Linked DNA regions of Delphinus delphis: region 2 is linked to region 1. A link is a contact called in public Hi-C data. All regions are on one chromosome and are shown on one strand. The core of a region is the stretch at or near the end of the contact, and the rest is flanking DNA. Distances in the headings are between cores, read along the strand shown. Region 1 holds the start of ATP5F1B (ATP synthase F1 subunit beta). Region 2 holds the start of NEMP1 (nuclear envelope integral membrane protein 1).

Region 1 (6,866 bases), core at 1,160-3,659:
AATATGGAACATGGCTTCACCTAGCAATGCAGTCAACTGCAGCAGTTTCCTGGCACTACTTTGTGGACATCAATCAGCTCAGTGCTCACCTTGGAGGTGGCATCTTTTAAGTTGATAACACCAGACTCAATCATTTCATGGTATAAGTCATTGCCCTCACGAGTCCTCTCACCAACACCAGCAAACACAGAGTAACCACCATGGGCTTTGGCAACGTTGTTGATTAACTCCATGATCAGTACTGTCTTGCCAACTCCAGCACCACCAAAGAGCCCTAGGAGAGGTTGAGAAAAAAAGAATAAGAGTTTTGTTTCCAAATAAGCAAACTTCAAAAAAAAATTTTGTTTGTTTCTTTCCATCTTTTCCCTTCTCAGAAATGGCATCTGGCATCAGCAAACTCAGAAGAACGAAAGTCAGAAGCTACTCATCAGTGAGGGATAGATCTCAGTACCCACTTTTAACACGGTAGGATTTTTTCCCACACATTAGGTTTGTAAAATATCTACCCACCACTAACATACCAATTTTGCCACCCTTGGCATAGGGAGCCAGCAGATCCACAACCTTGATACCAGTAACCAGAATTTCCTGCTCAACACTCATCTCCATGAATTCAGGAGCCTCAGCATGAATAGCAGCAAATCTGTAAAGGCAGAAGATCAGTGTCTATTCTTCTTATTAAACAGTTCCTCTCAATTCTCAAGCCTAACTCTGTACTCATAATCTCATCTCTTAAGTAACATTCTAGACAAAACTGTCACCCACCATCAAGCCCAAATATTCTGCAATAAAGGGGATTTCATCACCTCAGGAAGCAACAATCCCATTCCCTGACAACCTTAACTGCCATAAGGTTTTCCTTTTACAGAGCCCTAACTTAACAGCACTTCTTCACATACCAACAAGAAATACAAAGGCCACTGGTATTAAAATGAACTGAAATAATCAACTTGGGCCCTAAGTAGCAATTTGATTTTTTCTCTCTTTTTTTTACCATCAGAACTTCTGCATCATTAATTTTCTTCAGAAGAAGCTGCATTGTGTGGTTTTAATAAATGAATATATTGGTACTTTAAGTATTCTCTGCAAGAAAATTCTGCTATAGTAGAGGCTGTCACCTTAATGTATAAAACTGCTAGGAAAAACAGTTCCTTTCTGTGTAGATGCAACAAGAGGGGGATACTCACTGTTTGGTTTTTATGGGACCTCTCTCATCAATAGGTTCTCCAATGACGTTCATGATTCTACCCAAGGTCTCAGGGCCAACAGGAATTTTGATTGGTGCACCAGAATCCAGGACTTTCTGGCCTCTAACCAAGCCTTCTGTACCATCCATGGCAATGGTTCTTACTGTGCTCTCACCTGTCAGATAAAGCATTGCAGGGTTATACAGGACATACTGGCTTCATGATATTTAATGAAGTGTAACTGGCATTGAACACCTAAGTCAACCAAGACTCCTTCTCAGTACGTAAATGTGGCTTCAGCAAACTCAGAAGAACGAAAGTCATTTTGATAAAATCATCATAGAAGGAAAACAGCTTAGTTTTGGGGGATATTTCGGTCAAACAAGATCTTTACTATTCCTAACACATTCTACTTACCCAAATGCTGGGCCACCTCCAAAACCAGCCTGGTCTCCCTGCCTTGCACTTCCAGGGCATTTAGGATGGGTGGCAGTCCCTCATCAAATTGGACGTCCACCACTGCACCAATGACCGCCACGATGCGCCCAGTGGCGGTGCCTGCCTTTGGCGACGGAGATGTTTGAGCGGCATAGTCTCTGGCTAACAGACAAAAAAGATATGGAAGCAGCTGGGGTTAGGACAGTTAAAGGTCATCGGAAACCCCGACATAACTTGCAAGTACTGGTTAATACAGCCCAGGCCCGACCTCCTTCCGCTTGCACGGAAGGCGGGTCCAGAGGGAGGGCCGCACTGGAAGCGGAGAAAGAGCCTGCACCATCTTCCCATCCTCCTGCACAAAACCCCATTATTCGAGGGCTCGGTGCCCCCATTCCACGGGAAGGTCAATGCACCTGCCCACACTTTTCCGTCACACAACGCCCCCTTCCAAAATGAGACGGAATTAGATCGGTCCTGTTCTTGTTTTCCCGCCGTTAGAGGGCAGGGCGCTGGCCCTGGCGTCCTTCTAGCACCACAGATCCCTTAGGCCCAAGCGACTACCGGCCCCAGGCTCAAGGTCATGGGACGGCAGAAACGAACCCAGCCCCTAAAGCACGGCACTTACCAGGATGCAGCGCTGCCGGAGCGGCCCGCAGTAAGAGCTGGACTTGAGGTAGCGGCGCTGAAGGGCTGAGTCCCCGAAAGGCCCCAGAGGCCGTGGAAGCGGCCACACGACCCACGAGTCCCAACATGGCGGAGCCCGGGTGGCGACTGATCCCTGCAGCAGTCTAGCCTCCAACTCCCCACAGTTGGGGGGCGAGGCCCACCCTGCAGTAGGCATGGCCACTGGATGATCTTGCTGCTCATCACTCTCAGCGCTGCTCCTATAGGCTAATAACCTCTCATCTTCTCAACCATTGGCCAAAATTGGTGCTAATCTGAATTGCTTTTTTTTTATTGGACAGTGTCTGGTTAGGTGCAACCCTCAGAGCCTCGAAACATAATTGGACAACAGGGATGTCAATTGGAGAGAGTACTTGGCGGAACTGCGTTTAGGAAAGGGACCGAGTTCCTGTGGGGAAGCCCTTTGGCTGTAACTGGCTGTCCTTGAGCTCTCTCCTTAGATAGGACCTTGAGCTAGGTGACAGTCTCAAGGGCGGGGTTAGGGAAGTGGTGGTGTCGTGAAGCACCACTGACTGACCTTGTCTGTTAGGATCCTTCTCTAGGGGCAAACGGTTTTTCTAATTAGCGAGATTGGAAGCTTTCAGATAGGTCAGGAATCCAGACAGAATTAAAGCTACAAAGAAACTCATGTAACCAGTCGTTTAACAAATGTGTGCTAGGCATTGAGGAGGCAAAGATAAGTAAGACTTAGGACCTCTTTTAATGAAAGACAGATGAGTAAAAAATGCAATCAAGTGTGATGGGTCCTGGTTAGTATAGGGTAAAATGTATGGAGGAAGAAGGAGGGGATAAATTTGGGTCATCTAGAAATGTAGGAGGAATTGTCTCTAGGTGGAGGAGGCTGATAGATTGGTCGCAAAACATCAGTAGAATTCCTAGGGTAAAGTAGGAAGGAAGAATATTCCAAGCACACATTTGCATTAAACAGCATGTTCCTTTTGTGGAACTGTAGGTGAGGAAGGTCAGAGGTGAGAAAGGGAAAAAAGATAGTAAAGAGATGAGTATAGAGAGAAGCCAGAACCAGTTCTCAGGGTCTCAGATGGGAGCGGAGGCTGGGCAGTGGTAGGTGTGTGGTCCTTGAGCATGAAAAATGGTAAAATAAACAGGACATCCTTTTCTATAGTATTGACTTTATTCAAGGTATTTGGGGGCAGGGTGGGGGAGACCCTTAATCTATTAGAACAAACATGGCTAAATGGAGTAGTTCAGCATGAAGCTAGTTCCCCAGACTTTCTCTGGCCAGCACACATTAGTTCTCATTTTTATGCGTGATAGTGAAAGTTTCCTATTTGACAGCAAGAACTATCAGAGAATGTAAAGGAGAAAGCAGGAATAGAAGAGAATGTTAAATTTCAAGTGTCTTTGGTAATCTTGCCTAGTAAGAGGGAAAGAACCCAAGAAAACAGCAACATGTATGGGGCAGGTAGAAAAAAATAAACTATGTAAGGAAGCAGCAGAGGAATAAGGAAAAGACCAAAGAACATAGTATAAGAATCAAAAATAGAGAATGTTAAAGAGAAAGTGGTCAATAGTATAAATCACATAACCATTCTATAAAATAAGGGCTGTAAAGAACTGGGTTTGGCAACTAGGAATTCATTCCACGGTAATGTGGGGTCAAAGGTACTTTCAATGGATGCAGGATATACATTTTTGTTTTGCAATTTGTGCTCTTCCCATTATGCTGGGCAGCATCCCAGTTAATAGGGACCTATATATTTTTCACTTGCCTCCCTCGACTATTAGAGTTGAAGTTTCTATAGATAGGATAAGATACTTAAAAGAGTATTGCTACTGGAGCCATATTGTGTTTTTTTTTAATTTTAAAAAATATTTATTTCGCTGTGCTGGGCCTTAGTTGCAGCACACGGGAGTTTTTTGGTTACAGAATGAGGGATTTACAGCATGTGAACTCTTACTTGTGGCACGTGGGATCTATTTCCCTGACCAGGGATCAAACCCAGGCGCCCTGCATTGGTATCACAGAATCTTAGCCACTGGACCACCAGGGAAGTCCCAGACTGGGTTTAAAATCTTGTTTTTGCCACTTACTAAACTCACTAAGTTTAAAATCTCTGTATATCACTTTCCTCATTATGAGATAATCTCATAAGGGCGTCTCAAAAATTAAGTACATTACAATGTGAAAAGAAGCATTTAGAACAATGTCTGGCGTCTGGCACATAGTTAGCACTGTCTTTGTGTTGGCTAGTATTTTTACTTACTATTGACATAGTGTTAAGATCCTTTGGTTTTGTATCACCAATTTTGGTCGTGGCCAAAATTTTATTAACCGTTAAACATTTAAACTGACAATCGAAGTTTCAAAGTGAAGATTTCGACCTAAATTTCCAGGTTAACTGAGGCTCATCACTTTTTGAAATGTATTTACACATTTGTCTTTTTAGCAGATTATCAGGAAATTTAACTGTTCTTTGGGCAGCTGGGTTATAATTAAATCTTTGTACCAAAATGCAACGCTAAATGCTTTCAATGTTACCGAGGCATATTTCTCCACTATGCTCAACTTTGTAAATTGATTTTTCTAACTTCTTTGCTGTCAGTTTGGCCCCAGCAACCTCAAGTCCTCTTCTGAAATCAGATAACCTGCTAAATTTATAAGTAATACTGTCTAAAATAAAAGTAAATAAACTTGATTAGCTTGGTTTGAGATAGGCCTTAACAACAGTACTTCTGAATAATGTCATCTATTTTAGAGTTCTGACATGTTTTGGTCCTACTGGTTTCTTACCTGAAGTTAATTCCAAATGACTGACCCCACAATTCATGGCTGAAAACCTTATGAATTCTATCTTAAGGTGAAGATGGCATTTTCCAACTTTCTTTTGGCTGCGCCACATGGCTTGCGGGATCGTAGTTCCCCGACCAGGGATTGAACCCTCGGCAGTGAAAGCACAGAGTCCTAACCACTGCACCGCCAGGGAATTCCCTACCAATTTTACTGCCATCCATAATGGTCATGTTCCACATTCTTTCACTACTCTGCGAAATAGTAAAATGTCTTTGTCTCTACCGTATTTCTTGACAATCATCTTGAGTGATTTCAAATTCCAGGAAAATAATCCAATCAATACCCTAGCTTCAGAGTTCTTTAATCTCTTCAATTCCAACTAGCTTAGCACTGACATTTCATGTAAGTATCCTACTCAAGTTCTACCTCAAAATTTCAATATTCTCTTGTCAAACCACTTTTTTTTTAACACAAGTAAAACATGAACAAATTCTAAGTATACAGGATTAGAATAAATCCTTTCACAACCCAAATCTCATTCCCAGAAATAACCACTAAAAACGTTTTGCACACATCCATTACTTTCTATCCATCCATGTACATAAAACATGTGCACTTCCAATTTTTAGAAACTTCAGTGGAAGCACACTACAGAAAGCTTAAGTTTTCTAATCTTTATGTTTTGGAGAACTTTCTGTGTCAGTACATTTAACTTTATTGACTGCAGCTACACCTCATGCCATAAAAATGTGTAATAACTTATTTTACTCCATTAATGGTTATTTGGATTGTTTCAAATGGCTATTACATGCAGTACTGAATGAAAAAAAGGATATCTTGTAAACATCTGAGTACACCATCTACTACTACCTTTAGATTCCTAGAAATAAAATGCTGGCATAAAATTATGTTCGTTTAATTTATTTTTGGGCCATGCCACAAGTCTTGTGGGATGTGGGGTTTAGTTCCCCAACCAGGGATCTAACCCGGGCCCTATGCAGTTAAAGTTCAGAATCATAACCACAGGACCGCCAGGGAATTTCCTAAAATTATATTCATTTAAATGAGATTCTGCCAAATGCCTTCTAAAACATTTTGCTAATTTCCCAGGTTCCCAGAATCCTTGCCGAAACTTTTTTTTAAAAATGTGCCTAAAAATTTTAAAAAAAGGGCCTAATACTAAATGTATGAAATTACTTTATTGACGCAAGTTGCATTTCCCTAATTTCTAAGACAATACTTTGTCATTTTTATTTCTTCAGTGAATTACCTATCTCTACCTTTTGCCCATTCTTTTCTATTGACTTGTCATGATTAGTGCTCTTCAAATGCTTTGTTCAATGTTGTAAATATTTTATTCAAGTATATCACTTACTTTTTAACCTCAGTTACCTTTTGATGTCTTTTTTTTTTTTTTTGGCCACACCACGCGGCTTGTGGGATCTTAGTTCCCCGACCAGGTAATGAACCTGGGCCCTAAGCAGTGAGCATGCGGAGTCCTAGCCACTTGGCCAGCCAGGGAACTCCTGACCCATGTTACTTTTAATATTAGATTTTCTTTTTAAACTTTCCTTTGTAGCTTTTACATTCTGTATCATTCTTGGAGGATTTCCTCCTATCATTAATAAGAATTTGAATTTTTTTTTCAGTGAGTGGGCCAGGAACCACCAGCATCAGAATCACCTAGCTCTGCTTTATCTATGGTAATCATTAGCTATACGGGATTAAATTTAGTATAAAATTAAATATTCAGTTTTCAGTCACACTAGCCACATTCCAGATCCCTACCAGCTCTATGCAGCTGG
Region 2 (6,866 bases), core at 1,429-3,928, 300 kb after region 1:
GACCAGAAAAGACCCTAAAAATTTATGAAAAACCACCTCTTCTAATTCTTAAATAGCCTCTATTCATTTCTGTCAAGAGGTAATCCAGTTCATACTTAAAAGCATCTTAAAATGCTCCTTAAAAACTAGCATCTTAAATTAGTGGGCTTAGCAAAGGATTATTCAATGTGATGCTGGTACAACTGACTAGTTATTTGGAAAATAAAATCTATCTAGATACTCACCTCACACCAAATACTAACATTAACCGCTGATTAAAAAGTAAAATGAAAAATAATTAAATTGTACCACAAAATATACATATACAAAAATTTAATTTTGGCGGAATCTTCAAGTACAAAAGCAATGGAAATAAATCTAAAGAATAAAATCAAGTGATCACATAAAAAATATAAATCTTCTATTTAAAAAGATAAAGGGGGCAAATTAAAGTTCTGTAATAAATAGATTATAAAAATATACATCCTTAAAATATTAAAAAGTTCATCAACTGATTTTAAAAGTACACAAACATCCCAATAAACAGTAATCACAATAAATAGGCCAAGAGCAAAGGACACACTCTCCAAAAAATGTAAACTCTAAACAGAAAATTAAATAACTAATTAATATTTGAAAGATGCTTCCTCACAAATAATGCAAGAAATGCAAAGTAAATTAAGATGCCGCTTTCAATCTATCAAATTAGCAAAGGTGTTTCTGTCTGGAATATCCAATGCTGGCAAGGGAATGGGTCACAAGCAAATATAGCTGATAATCGTATAAACCGGCACACCTTTTCAGAAAAATATTTTAGCAAGATGTTTCAAGGGTCTTAAATATATTTTCACTTTTGATTAAATAAATCCATTTCTGAGAATCTATCCTAAAAAAAAAAATCTGTCCACAGGATGAAACTAAAAATAACATTTATGAAGAATTTTAAATGACATAGGAAAATGTTTATGCTACAAAACCATATGAGAAAACTATCTCTGGCAGCAACTGGTGGCCTCCAGGGAAGAGAACTGAAGTGCTGACAAGTTTATGAATATATTATCAATTCAAAAAAAAATTTTAATTAAAAACATGTGGAAACAGACCAGAAGAAAGCGTGCTTTAACGGACTGCCTCTGAATGGAATAAACAGTAAGTGATTTTTCTACTTCCTTATACTTAATTGTACTTGCCAAATGGTCTAAAAGAACTCCCTGCCTTTTGAAGTACTCCATTCTCTCTTTAGGTAGATCCCACTTTTAGAAAGTTCTACTCTATTACATGATTGTCTCCTTGTAGCTGCCACCTACATGATCTATTAGGCCACAAAGAACACGTATCCCAAGTTTACCCTTCTCCAAGCCAAAAAGTCCCCATTCCTCTCCTTATTAAAGAAACTTTGAGCCTGCTGATAGAGCACGGACTACGTGGGAGCATTTTGATATAAATATTCTCTTTCATTTCCACAATACACAGCCTCTAAGGTTAAACATCTGGTCAAAGTTCATTCAGATCATATGTAGCCCTTCAAATGTTACTCTGGGCCCTGCCCCTGGAAAAGTACCTTCTTGGTTACCTATTCCCCTCTCCCTATAAAAACCGTTTCAGAAGGACGCTGCAGTTTGAAACTAGTTCTATGGATCCTGAGATAACCTTAAAGCTGCAGCTAAGGATAATCATAAGTGACAGCAAGAGATAGGCAGCAAACGACGGAAAGGTGAGAGAGCATATGTGTTTACAAGATACGATTCTCCTTAGCCCCATGAGTCTCTACTCCCTCCAGTGGAAGCTTGGAAACATCGCTTATCTTTCTGTTGTGCACTTAACAAGGGTAGAAGGAGGTTTTTTTTTACAAACACAGTCTAGGTTTTCTGAATTAGAGCGTTAAAGGAAAACAATTTCATCCCAGTCCAGAGCCAATTATGCAGTAGCAGGCATCAAGAAAGTCTGCTTGAGGAATGAATAAATTTCCAAAAGAAAACTACTCGATACTGACTAGCGTTTTTGGAAACGGGAATTTAACGGCTCCAGGTCGGTTCTATAGGGCCGGTTGGAGCCAGGATCTTACAAAGGCGTAAGATACTGAAAGAGCTCACTGCATTTCAGTGAACTATAATTATCTGTTCAGCCACCCATGCCGAGTCCTGACAGCATACGCTCAGGTGTTGCTAATTTTCTGAATGAACGGTATGCTCCCTTCCCAGTGGCAGCTCTGCCTGTCCATTCGGTCCTCGGGTCACCTTCCTTTGAACAACAACAAAAAAAAAAAATCGAGGAGGCCCATGCAGCAGGATGCAGCCCCCAGGACCGCTTCTCACCCAATGCAGGCCTCCCCGTCTCCGCCAAAAAGGCTTCAAGCTCCTCCCCACTCTGGGTAGCTCCCGCAGGCCACCCCAGGGCCCTGGTCCCTCAGTGCCGGCGCCCGTTCGCCAAGGATGAAGCTTCTTCCTTCGCACCACGCCCGCGCCCGTCAGAATAACGGCCCACGCCCTGGGGACGCTCCCCACTTTTCTAAATATAACCCCTCGGTACCCGCTCCCTCGGCTGCTGCTGCCGGGCGGTACCTGAGCCGCAGACCAAGCAGCCGGAGAGGACCAGGAGCAGTCGCACTGCACCACCGCCCCCGGCCCCCCAGCTCCAGGGCCCGGCACCAACTGCAGATAAGACCGCCACTTTCATTCCTCCCGCCATGGTCTCCTCACGCCACCTCCTCCTCACGTGCCCCTCCCCAGCAACTAACCCGGAACTGGCAGGGCCAGCAGCCTATCCGCTACAAGACCCGCCCCCTACCAACCAATCGGACGGGCGAGGCTTCGAGTCTTCAGTCCTTTATGGACCCTATAGTCCCGCCTCTTAGCAACTGATGCGCGAGGGCGGAAAGAAGCAGCTTTCAGCCTATTAGAAAACTGATTCTCATATTAGCAATGGCGACAGGAAGATCCCACCCCTTAACAACATGCTTCCGTCTCCAGTTTATTTACAACTGGCGCGATTGATGGTAAGCTTAACCAATAGAAAATCAAATTTTTTCGGTGCGCGGGCCTCTCACTGTTGTGGCCTCTCCCATTGCGGAGCACAGGCTCCGGACGCGCAGGCTTAGTGGCCCTGCCTCACGAGCCCAGCCGCTCCGCAGCACGTCATCTTCTTGGATCGGGGCACGAATCCCTATCCCCTGCATCGGCAGACGGACTCTCAACCACTGCGCCACCAGGGAAGCCCCGGAGTTAACTCTTTTTTACCAAACTTGATATTTCCATCGAAATTGGCTCAGGTTCCCTCTGTTTCCTTTCTTTTCACCACGATCTTGTCACTGTGGGAAACTTAAGACATTGTGTCCTCCAAAATCCTAAATGATTTAGAAGGGAAGTGACAGAAAGTTGTGTTGACAGTTTTATAAGGAATAAACATTAACGTTTAAAAATGTGGTCATACGGGGCTTCCCTGGTGGCGCAGTGGTTGAGAATCTGCCCGCCAATGCAGGGAACACAGGTTTGAGCCCTGCTCTGGGAAGATCCCACATGCCGCGGAGCAACTAGGCCCGTGAGCCACAACTACTGAGCCTGCGCGTCTGGAGCTGTGCCCCGCAACAAGAGCGGCCGCGACAGTGAAAGGCCCTCGTACCGCGATGAAGAGTGGCCCCCGCTTGCCGCAACTAGAGAAAGCCCTTGCACAGAAACGAAGACCCAACACAGCCAAAAATAAATAAACAAATAAATAAATAAAAAGCAGTTTCTTTAAAAAAAAAAAGAGTAGCCCCCGCTTGCCGCAATTAGAGAAAGCCCCCGCAGCAACGAAGACCCAACACAGACAAAATAAATTAATTTTAAAATGTGGTCATAGGGTAGTTTTTGTTGGAAGCAAAATGCATGTGAATATTAAGAGAAACTTTTTTATTCCTCACAACATCCTGTGAGATAAATAGCTTCATTTATGAAGAAGCCAAGGCTAAGACAGGCAAAGGAACCTGCCTAAGATTGCATAATTCGTTGGGCTGGGCTGTGGTTCCAACCCAAGTCTTACCCCAAAGCCTGGGTTCTTTCTGCGCATCAGGCGCTTCCCATTAAATGATTTACACAGTGAGGGCCTAGCAGAATGCCTAGCACATAGCAGGTGTTCAGTAAATGTTAGTCGAAATTGAAGCATCTTATTTTTTAGAGGATCTGATAGTGGTGGTTAGGAATACTAGAGATAATGGAGGCTAGTGAGTTAAGGGGGAAGTCATGGAAGGAGGTAACTGCTGGGAAGGTTCAAGCTTTCAAAACAAAGGATTTTTTTAAGAGTCAAAATGGGGCTGAGCCATAGGCAAGAGAAGAAATTTCATCCTCAGAAAAGTCAAGGCCACCCCTGGCTGCAGTGGTCATCCTATGTCTCTCATATACATACACCACACACTCCCCTAGCTGACCTAAAGAGGTCAGTTATCAACAAAAATTAAGCTCGTTGCTACTATGTACCCTTGATATTGTATGAAGAAAATCGTATTTCTGTGGTTTTCCTCCCCAAAACCCCTAAAACTAATCTAAGTATGAGATAAACATTAAAAAAATTCAAATAAAGAGGCAACCTAGGGAATTCCCTGGCGGTCCAGTGGTTAGGACTTGGCGCTTCCACCTTTGAGGACAGGAGTTCAATCCCTGGGTGGGGAACTAAGATCCCGCAAGCCGTGTGCGGCACGGCCAAAAAAAAGAGAGAGGCAACCTACAAAATACCTGACCAGTACGCCTCGTGGTCATCATAAACAAGGAAAATCTGAGACACTAACAGCCAAGAGGAGCCTAAGGAGACATGGAAACCAAATATAATATGGTATCATGTATGGGATCCTGGAACAGAAAAAAATTAGGTAAAAACTAAGGAAATCTGAGTAAACTATAGACTTTTAGTTAATAATAATGTATCAGGGACTTCCCTAGTGGCACAGTGGTTAAGAATCCGCTTGACAGTGCAGAGGACACAGGTTCGAGCCCTGCTCCAGGAAGATCCTACAGGCCACAGAGCAACTAAGCCCGTGCGCCAAGACTACTGAGCCTGCGCTCTAGAGCCCGTGAGCCACAACTACTGAGCCTGTGTGCCACAGCTACTGAAGCCCGCACGCCTAGAGCCCGTGCTCCACAAGAGAAGCCACCGCAATGAGAAGCCTGCGCACCGCAACAAAGAGTAGCCCCCACTTGCCGCAACTAGAGAAAGCCTGCATGCAGCAACAAAGACCCAATGAAGCCAAAAGTAAATAAATAAAATAAATAATTAAAAAAAAATAATAATGTATCAACACTGGTTCATTAAGGTGGCAAATGCACCATACTAATATATGATAATAATAGGGGAAACTGGATGTGGGGTACATAGGAACTCTCTGTACTATCTTCTCAATTTTTCTGCAAGTCTAAAACTGTTTTAAAAAATAATTTATACACCCACACACCCACCCACAGCCACACCCACACCCATACACACACTTCATTTTCCACCAGGTCCCAAATTCTCAGCATTCAGAGCTTGCTCTTTGGTTTTGAACAAAGTCCAGAGAACAGGGGAACTAATTCCAGAGGATCACTGACCACTGTTTTGTTTTGTTTTGGTTTGGTTTGGTTTTGGTTTTGGCTGTGCTGCGTGGCTTGCGGGATCTTAGTTCCCCCACCGGGACTGAACCCGGGATCTGGCAGTGAAAGCACTGAGTCCTAACCACTGGACTGCCACTGGCTGTTCAAATGTGTAAACAAAGTGTACAGTAAAGAGACTGGTTGTCCATAAACACATCACACCTTATCATCCAAATGAGTTCTGTCACTTCCAGGTAGACACTCAAGAAGCTTTTAGCCTTGTTTTAATAATAAGGACACTGCTCAAAACACTTTGAGAATCATCTTCAGACTCCACAGCACACAATGCAATGATTATTCATTACCTGCAGGCGGATCTGATTTATGCAAATAGCCAAAAGAACTCAGGCCAAGACTGATGAGTAAATGGGGTGGAAAATCTGGATAGTAAATGTGTTTCAGAATTTTGGATTTTAGAAATGTAATATGATACATATACAATATATAAGGCAGCAATCCTAATGGGGTCTGGGACAGCACCTCATAAACAAATTAATATTTCTGCAACAAGAGATATGAAGATCCACATGGGTATAAATGAAAGTGGGATAAATGAAACTATAAATAACCTCATGTAAGTTTAGGTGGTCTGCCACAAAATAAGTTCAGGTCAGATTAGGTTCTGTGGTCAAATGAGAAATTAAAAATTTTGGTTTTCATAACTTTCTCAATTTAGGAAAAAGACTGCAGACAGTAAATATCTGAAGATGCTCCATTCCATTTACTCAATCACCCAAGCTAGAAGCCCAAGAGTCACCCTAAACTCTTCTCTTCCCCCAACCCTTTAGCCAATCATCAAGTCCTATTGATTTTACCTGCTGACTATCCTTTGAATCTGTCCTTTCCTCTCCATCCCACGCCAGTGATTTAGTCTAGCACCTTACCATTGCTCTCTTGGACCACTTTAGTTTCCTTCAAGCTGGCCTCCTTGCTGTTTTTGCAGCCATAAAACCCTTCCTCTACACTACTCCTAAATGCATATCTGACCATGTCACTCCCATGTTACCAAGTCTTTATTTTTCCATGGTATCTCCTGTGATGAAGTCCATTGCCCTTATATGACCTAAAACATAAAAAAATTGTAACTACAACAGTGCTACTCAAAGTTTGTGACCAATCTGCAATGAAACAATTTCAGAAATTAAGTGTAGGCATTTAGAAACTTTGATAGGAATTTGACAGAGAAATTTTATATTTATTGAATTTAATAAAAATGGGATTTTATTTCATTTTTTCTAATAATTCACTTTTAGTGTATTTTATAGAGTAGTGGACTCTACCGTGATTGGA

What was found. A called contact is a pair of places that touch in the nucleus more often than the background predicts.
Region 2: a contact with region 1 is called in a Hi-C map of muscle, with 4 times the contacts expected there. The contact joins the promoter of NEMP1 here to the promoter of ATP5F1B in region 1. A contact is called at or near these places in 2 of 3 Hi-C or Micro-C datasets (lung and muscle).

The regions. Positions count from the first base shown.
Region 1 is chr11:44,362,404-44,369,269 of mDelDel1.2, forward strand. It overlaps ATP5F1B (ATP synthase F1 subunit beta), which reads right to left and starts at 2,410. Exons shown (of 10, transcript XM_060025023.2): 1 at 2,251-2,410; 2 at 1,605-1,787; 3 at 1,188-1,362; 4 at 522-643; 5 at 90-274. The coding sequence starts at 2,377. It overlaps LOC132434627 (small nucleolar RNA SNORD59), which reads right to left and starts at 1,534; the gene lies at 1,460-1,534. LOC132434628 (small nucleolar RNA SNORD59) reads right to left here and starts at 436; the gene lies at 366-436.
Region 2 is chr11:44,659,779-44,666,644 of mDelDel1.2, forward strand. It overlaps NEMP1 (nuclear envelope integral membrane protein 1), which reads right to left and starts at 2,679. Exons shown (of 9, transcript XM_060026288.1): 1 at 2,541-2,679. The coding sequence starts at 2,667.